Linked DNA regions of Triticum aestivum: region 1 is linked to region 2. A link is a contact called in public Hi-C data. All regions are on one chromosome and are shown on one strand. The core of a region is the stretch at or near the end of the contact, and the rest is flanking DNA. Distances in the headings are between cores, read along the strand shown. Region 1 holds the start of LOC123189317 (ferric reduction oxidase 7, chloroplastic). Region 2 holds the start of LOC123189316 (histone H2B.1-like).

Region 1 (4,343 bases), core at 1,553-4,052, 240 kb after region 2:
AGTCACACTATGAAAAACTAATACCCTGTAAAAGGTGAAAACAGCTTACCGCACGAGCGTGACACTGCGTGCTGAATCCGCGATCCTCGGTAGCGGACGCGGGGGCCTCGGCGCCCTTGAAAAGCACCTTCCAGGCATCTTCGTACATCGTGTTGAAGAGCCTGCTCAGAGGTTGGTGCCGTGCCGGGTCGAATTCCCACAGGTTGAAAGCCCGTTGTTGACATGGGAGGATCCGACGGATGAGCATAACCCGGACTACGTTGAAAAGTTTGAGATTCCTATCCACCAAGGTTTGGACGCATGTTTGGAGCCCGGTCAGCTCTCCTTTTTTACCCCACGACAGGCCCGTCTCTTTCCAGGAGGCGAGCTGCGTAGGGGGTCCGAATCGGAACTCGGGGGCTGCGACCCATTCAGGGTCGCGCGGCTCGGTGATGTAAAACCACCCCGACTGCCACCCCTTTAGGGACTCCACGAAGGAGCCCTCGAACCATAGGACGTTGGGCATCTTGCCCACCATGGCGCCTCCGCTTGGGTGCCGCGCACCACCTTTGGCTTGACATTGAAAGTCTTGAGCCATAGGGCAAAATGGGGACGGATGCGGAAGAAAGCCTCGCACACGACGATAAACGCCGAGATGTTGAGGACAAAATTCGGGGCCAGATTGTGGAAATCCAGGTCATAGTAGAACATGAGCCCCCGGACAAATGGGTGGAGAGGGAAGCCCAGTCCGCGGAGGAAATGGGGGAGGAACACCACCCTCTCATGGGGCCTAGGGGTGGGGATGAGCTGCCCCTCTTCGGGAAGCCGGTGCGCAATGTCGTTAGACAAGTATCCAGTCTTCCTCGGTCTTTTGCTGTGTCCCTCCGTGACGGAGGAGACCATCCACTTGCCTCCCGCTCCGGACATGACTGAAGAAGATTGAGGTGGGGTGTGCGGACTTGGGCGCTGGAGCTCGAGTGCGCGGAAGTGGATAGGCAAAGGAGGAAGAAGGTGTGGATGAAAAGGTGGATCCTTATCCCCTTATATGGGCGGACGCGACTATGCGCCCCCATCAGCCTGGTAAAACTCGCTTATCTCCCAAGCGCCGTAGTCAATGGCGCGGTTGGGTTACCCACACCCGTATTGATGAGAATCCCGGAATAAGGGGACACGATCTCTGCTTTAACAAGACGTGCCAAGGAAACCGCCTCGCTAAACGCGCTGAGGTGGGACAGTAAAACGATTCGAATAAAGACTTGGCCGTGGTGTGATGTCACGCTATGGAATACGTCAGCAGATTAGATTTGTGTAAATATTATTCTCTCTATGGCAATATGTGGAAACTTATTTTGCAGAGCCGGACACTACCTTTGTGTTCAAAATCTTCTATGAAGTACTTGGAGGAGGAACCCGCCTTACAATGCCGAAGACAATCTGCGCGCCGGACTCGTCGTCATTGAAGCCTGGTTCAGGGGCTACTAAGGGAGTCCTGGATTAGGGAGTGTCCGGACGGCCGGACTATACCTTCGACCGGACTCCTGGATTATGAAGATACAAGATTGAAGACTTCGTCTCGTGTCCGGAAGGGACTTTCCTTGGCGTGGAAGGCAAGCTTGGCGATACGGATATGTAGATCTCCTACCATTGTAACCGACTCTGTGTAACCCTAGCCCTCTCCGGTGTCTATATAAATCGAAGAGTTTTAGTCCGTAGGACGAACGACAATCATACCATAGGCTAGCTTCTAGGGTTTAGCCTCTCCGATCTCCTGGTAGATCTACTCTTGTACTACCCATATCATCAATATAAATCAAGCAGGACGTAGGGTTTTACCTCCATAAAGAGGGCCCGAACCTGGGTAAAACATCGTGTCCCCTGCCTCATGTTACCATCCGACCTAGACGCACAGTTCGGGACCCCTTATCCGAGATTCGCCGGTTTTGACACCGACAGAAACGTTCCCGTCAACTACAAAGACGTTTGTGACGACTTCGTCAATATTAAGATGGTGTGCCGACTCAGTCTCTAGAAGATGCTGATGAGTGTATGCTTGTGTATGTGAGTAGCTTCAACTGTGCCGTGTTAAAAAAAACTGCTATAGTCTATACGCACACAAATAAATGTGTGAGATACCTACAAGGGAAAAATACCATGGGTGAAACACCCAAGTTGATCCCTGGGATCAATCTTGGGCGGGTTGGGTGGCCACTGCCAACCCCAACCATCTCGTCACAGCTCGTTCTCGTCACAGACTACATTTTAAAGGTCACTTCTCTATAGAAGTATTCATCAACTGGAAATGTTCTTCTTTTTTCTGGATGATGAATCAACATCAAATGTTTACCTATTTGAAAAAAAGAAGAGTGTACATCTTATCCAGAAAAAAAAACGGTTGGATCTCTGAAACTCACCCGCCTATGATTATCTTACTGTATGCCTTTTTCTTTTTCTTCCAGGATATACCATGTTTATCTTCCCCTTCCGGTTATCCAACTCTGTTCTGGCACACACGCTGGCTGTGTGGCTCGCCGCTTGTCCACACCGACGTTGGACGTGACCACCTGAGCAGCAGGGTGAAAGACGCATCGGTTTCATCCTCCCGGCCGCCATCCGTCGATCGCCGTCGCCATTAACAACGACCAGCAACTAGCAACATATATCTAGTATTCTGTATTCACGCCTGAAGAAAAAATATTTTTATCCATGGCGCAGGCGTCGCGTATGCATGCTTGCTGCACCCTCCCACCCCAACCCCGCAACCCGTCCGTCGCAGTCGCCGTTACCAGCGAGACCCTCGTACGCCGAGTTCTGGACCGTATAAAGCGGCGGGTCCCGGCACAGAGAGACCCACAGGCCACAGCCAGACCTCCCTCCCGCCGGTTTACTCCTTCTTTCACCCCCCCTCGCCGCCACCATGACCCAAGAACGGGAGCCGCTCCTGAAGCAGAACGGGGGCGCCGGCAATGCCGCCGCCGGGGCGAAGGGCTCCCCTGCCGTGCTGCCGTCGCTGGCCAGGTCCGTGCTCAAGTTCCTCATGTGGGCGGTGTTCCTCACCTGGGCCGCGGGGATCTTCTTCTACCCGACCGCGCCCGTGCAGGCGGCGTTCCGCAAGTGGGCGGACATCACCAGCACGGAGGGCCTGATCACCGGCCTCACCGGTACGCGGCCTCCACGAATTCCTGCCCCCTCTTCTCTTTCTCCCCTTCCGTTGAGGCAGGGGAAAAAAGTAGGTGATCGCTCAGAAGGGGTTCGTTCGTACTAATTGGGTTCCCCTTTCGCTTTCTCGCCTCTCGCAGGGACCGTTTTTCTATTCTTCAGCGGGCCGATTCTGTTAATTGCAGCTCTGGCATATGTGTACATCTTCGCCTTCGCGGGTGATCACATCCAGTGAGTATTCCTCCTTGTCTGAATTTTGCGGCGATTTGGTGCTTTCGGTTCATTTATTTAGAGTTGATTCAGACGAGCCCTTTCTTTCCATGAATTGATACAGTACCTGGACTAAAAGTTAGAGTATCCTTTTTTATTCAAGCACTGGATTCTCTGGATACATTAGCAAAATCTTGCAGCTGCAGTCCGTTTCTCGTATAAGGTGTTATTGCAGGAGTTGCACAGGCTTACTCATTTTGACATGAAAACAGCACGATGAACTGAACCACCATAGAGACTCGAACTAACAAAATAGTACTCCATCTGTTCACAAATATAACATGTTTTGCATATTTCAATATGGACTACATATAGACTGAAATGAGTGACCAAACACACTAAAACGTGTCTATATACATCCGATTCACAAAAAGGTTACCAAAACAAATTTTATTTGTGAATGGAGGGAGTAGTATAGTTTTCCCTTACTCACACCATAGAAATTCCAAACCACCAAAAGAGTGGCCTGCCTCATGCTGCCATCGCTAATTATTTACCTGCTCTTTGCTACCAGAAAGAAGAAGCTGAGGTCACTGAGTTTCCGACTCTGGACTTTTCCGGTTCTTGTTGATGGTCCGCTTGGTGTTGTTTCCGCTGTTGAGTTTATCGGGATCGTCTTGTTCATCGTCTATATTGTCTTCTCGATGACCTATTATGTTGTAGACAGTGTGAGCTTCATCTCCAAAGCGCACTTGCCCCCAACTACTCGCAGGTATGTTGTATTATGAAACCTGTTAGTGAAGAAATGTTTCATGCCAGTACTGATCGACTAATCCTGTTCTTATCCTTACAGTTACCGAGCATGAAAAATACCAAATTATATTTTCATTTAGTGATAGTACCATATTATTCTCATCACCGCGGCTAAAGTAATGAAGATGGTATAGATCTTGGTGTCAATACATTATTAAGCCTCAAGTATTAGTTCTTGTAGGGGT
Region 2 (3,928 bases), core at 111-2,610:
AAGAATATCTCAAGTATTAGCAGCTGAGTTGTCAATTCAACCACACCTGGAAACTTAATATCCGCAACAAAGTGTTTAGTATCAAAGTAATAAGATAGTAGTGGTAACGGTAGCAAAAGTAATATTTTTGATTTATAGTGATTATAACAGTAGCAACGAAAAAGTAAATAAGCGAAGATCAATATATGAAAAGCTCGTAGGCAATGGATCAGTGATGGATAATTATGTCGGATGCCCGGTCCTCCCCGCGAACGATGAGCGGCGGCGACGGCTCGCTCCGGTCGACCTCGCGCATGCCCGTCGCCTCGCCTCCTCGCCCAGTGGGGCGAGTCGGATGTGTAGGCGGGCTCGCGGCGCTGCTCCGGCATCAGCAGCGCCCGCCGGCGCCTCACCTCCTCCGTGTGAGCCCTAGCCGTCCGCGGCGCCGCCGGCACTGGGATCCTATATGGATCCAGATGCCAGTCGTGCGGCAGGGTCACGCCATGGTACGGCAGAGGCTGGCGGTGCCGCCAGTGCCACTCCGCCTGGTGCACTGGCACGTTCACGCGCCGCCTCTGCCGGCGAGGCGCCGGCGGAGGCGGGAGGAACTCTGCGGGGAAAGGGGTGGCGGGGGCCTTGCCATTGGCCTTGCTGCTGCCGGCGCCGGAGAAGAGCCCCATCTCGCTGTGGTTCTGGTGGCTAGGGTTTGTCGGTGACGGGGAAGCAGAGCTGGCTAGATGTGGACGGCGAGTTTGGATGAGGACGGCCCCGCCGCACGGTTGGCTTAAAAAAGGACGAGCGCCGTCGCTGACGCGTGGGCCCGTGGTCATAAATTAAGCTGATCGCGTGATGTATTGAATTGGTATTAATGTAAATAAATTTTGTCAAATGTAGGAGGCCGACAAGGACGGACGTTTGATGGCTCCGGTTGAATGGCCTCTGCCATGTCCATTATCCATCTTCCGACTGTTTCTGTGAATATTTGAATATTTGATGATGTTCATTAGGTGATCCGTGTTGGAGTTTTCATTCCCAGTTACTATGTTATTTTTTTAATTTATAGTACTCCCGGACACAGCCATGGGTCCCAGTGCCAAAATTAACCGCGAAATGGATCTCTCTCAAAAGCGCGAAATCGGAAAACATTCTCGCCGTCCGCGCTCCAAAATTGACCCGCTCTTCTCGTCTTCCCGGTCCCGCTCTTTCCAAAATGGCACTACCGCGCCCCACGCCCGCGATCCGCGCCGAAACGCATCCCGGACGTCCAGGTCCAATAGCGCCGAACGCATCCGACCGTTCAACATCACCGATCCGGGAGACACACCCCTCCACCAATCAGCGCTCACCTCTCCACCTCTATAAGTCCATCACCCCCGCTCTGCTTTCCCCAACATCTCCTCCCGCTCCAAGTCCCAAACCCCTTCCGGCGGCGAAGCAACACACCCTCCCTTCTCCCCCTCCCGAAGCAGCGATGGCCCCCAAGGCGGAGAAGAAGCCGGCGGCGAAGAAGCCTGCGGAGGAGGAGCCCGCGGCGGAGAAGGCCGAGAAGGCCCCTGCTGGGAAGAAGCCGAGGGCCGAGAAGCGGGTTCCGGCGGGCAAGACCGCCTCCAAGGAGGGCGGCGAGAAGAGGGGCAGGAAGAAGGGCAAGAAGAGCGTCGAGACCTACAAGATCTACATCTTCAAGGTGCTGAAGCAGGTGCACCCTGACATCGGCATCTCCTCCAAGGCCATGTCCATCATGAACTCCTTCATCAACGACATCTTCGAGAAGCTCGCCGGGGAGGCTGCCAAGCTCGCCCGCTACAACAAGAAGCCCACCATCACCTCCAGGGAGATCCAGACCTCCGTACGCCTCGTCCTCCCTGGGGAGCTCGCCAAGCACGCCGTCTCCGAGGGCACCAAGGCCGTCACCAAGTTTACCTCCTCTTAGATCGCGTCGCCTGTATCTAGTAGCAAATGTAGTTCCTTGCTGTTGGCTTAGTGCTTGTCTGTGGACTCTGGTTATCTGCAAGTAATATTAGTCCTACTGTTGGATGAAAATTGCTGAATCATTGCAAATGGTTTGTTGGCTCGTTGGCCACCTGCAAGAAGTGAGTTATGTCCGCTGGTCTATTGGCCAATGAAGATTTCGGAAACAATGTTGTGTTGCTGGTTCTATTTACTGATTTCGGCGGTGATTTACTTAATGCCTAACATGTTCTAATTTTTATTCAATCTCAGACATGAGATTCTGCTTACAATTCCTGCCCCTCGCATATAGGTTTTCAGGTTTTTGTTTCTTCAGTTTGTGCAGAACCCAGTGTTTTACAGGTCGGTCTTAATTGCCTCGTCGCTGTCCACTGCTGGCCATGAATAAGAACAAACCGTCTGATTTGTTTGCCATGACTTGTTCTTGTTACGTATGGTACTCCTAACATTGCCTTGGCACTTGTTTGTTGCAAGAACAAGTGATGATTTGTTTCAGACTGAGCTTTCGTACTGATGCAATGTTTCAGATTTCTGAATCACCCAGATGTGTTCTTGTAGTTGCAGGTGCAGAAGCAAGTGCTCCTGTGTGCTAATCGTAACTGCTCGGTGGAAATGCTCTCGTGTTCAGGTCTGTGAATGTGTTAAGTCAGCGGTGTCCATACCGAAAAAGGCTTTCGCCCCGCTTTATATTATAAAGCAAACCGTCCAAGACAGTATCCAACAAAGTTCACACACACGCACACAAGTCTCGCACAACCACAAGTACATAAAAGGGTTAATGCTGAGGGCACAACTCAACAAGTCCTGGAAACAGAAAAAATAGCACCCACACGCCTACACCCAGCAACACGAACTCAATCGGGCTCCGGAGAAGGGGGTGGCGGCGGGGGCGCCATGCGGACGGCAATCGAGCGAAGGTCGGTGATGAGGGTGTTGATGGCGTCCCGGTCCTGGGGGCGGCTAAGCGACCGCCATAGCTGCAAGAAACCACACATTTTGAAGATTGCGTCAGTCGCCTGTCGGAGAGGCACTTACTGAATAACAAGCTTGTTGCGGATGGTCCAAAGCGTCCAGGCGAGGACCCCGACACACAGCCACCGAGTGTGGTGGTATCGAGGGGGGGGAGGCGAGGATCTCAACAAGCAAGTCGGGGAAGTTGGTGTTGCACCACTGTCCATCAACCGTCTTGTGGAAATAGGACCATAGGAATTGGGCTGTGGAGCAAGAGAAGATGTGGTTATCATCCTCGACCATGCCACACAGTGGACAAATCCCATCTCCTGGTCCATTACGCTTGAGGACCTCGACCCCAGAGGGAAGGCGTCCCCGGATCCACTGCCAAAGGAAGATCTGAATCTTCAGGGGGAGGCGAATGTCCCAGATCAGGCTAAAGGGCTCAGGAGCCGATGAGGAAGCGATGGCCGCATATAAGGATTTAGTGGTGAAGCGGCCAGAGGGCTCCAGGCGCCAAGAGATGGAGTCAAGAGCATCTTCAACGTCCATCGGGAGGAGAGCGATGTCTTGAAGGAGGGAGTCCCAAGCGACCACCTCAAGAGGGCCGAAGGGACGCCGGAAGGCGAGACGCCCTAAGTCAATAAGGGCCGTCTCGACAGAGATCCGAGGGTCAACCGCTATGGCGAATAATTCTGGGAAGTGAGCGGCCAGGGGGGAGTCCCCTAGCCAACGATCGAACCAGAACAAGGTCGAGGACCCGGAGCCAACCGAGATGGAGGTGCCAATGCGGAGCACTGGAAGAAGCTGGATCACAACCTGCCAGAACTGGGAGCCACCAGACCGCTGGCAAAAAGCAAAGGGTTGGCCCCGAAGGTACTTATTCCTAATGATGGTAAGCCAGAGGCCACCCTCCCCATTGGCGATTCACCAGAGCCAACGGGTCAAGAGGGCGATGTTCATGCGCCGAGAAGACAAGATCCCCAGACCCCCTGGTCCTTGGGTTTGCAAATGTCGGGCCAGCTCACCA

What was found. A called contact is a pair of places that touch in the nucleus more often than the background predicts.
Region 1: a Hi-C map of leaf shows a contact between it and region 2, with 4 times the contacts expected there. The contact joins the promoter of LOC123189317 here to the promoter of LOC123189316 in region 2. A contact is called at or near these places in 2 of 5 Hi-C or Micro-C datasets (both in leaf).

The regions. Positions count from the first base shown.
Region 1 is chr2A:541,112,305-541,116,647 of IWGSC CS RefSeq v2.1, forward strand. LOC123189317 (ferric reduction oxidase 7, chloroplastic) reads left to right here and starts at 2,803. Exons shown (of 10, transcript XR_006495702.1): 1 at 2,803-3,137; 2 at 3,276-3,366; 3 at 3,920-4,117.
Region 2 is chr2A:540,870,884-540,874,811 of IWGSC CS RefSeq v2.1, forward strand. LOC123189316 (histone H2B.1-like) reads left to right here and starts at 1,361. Exons shown (of 1, transcript XM_044601710.1): 1 at 1,361-2,019. The coding sequence starts at 1,451. The coding sequence ends at 1,909.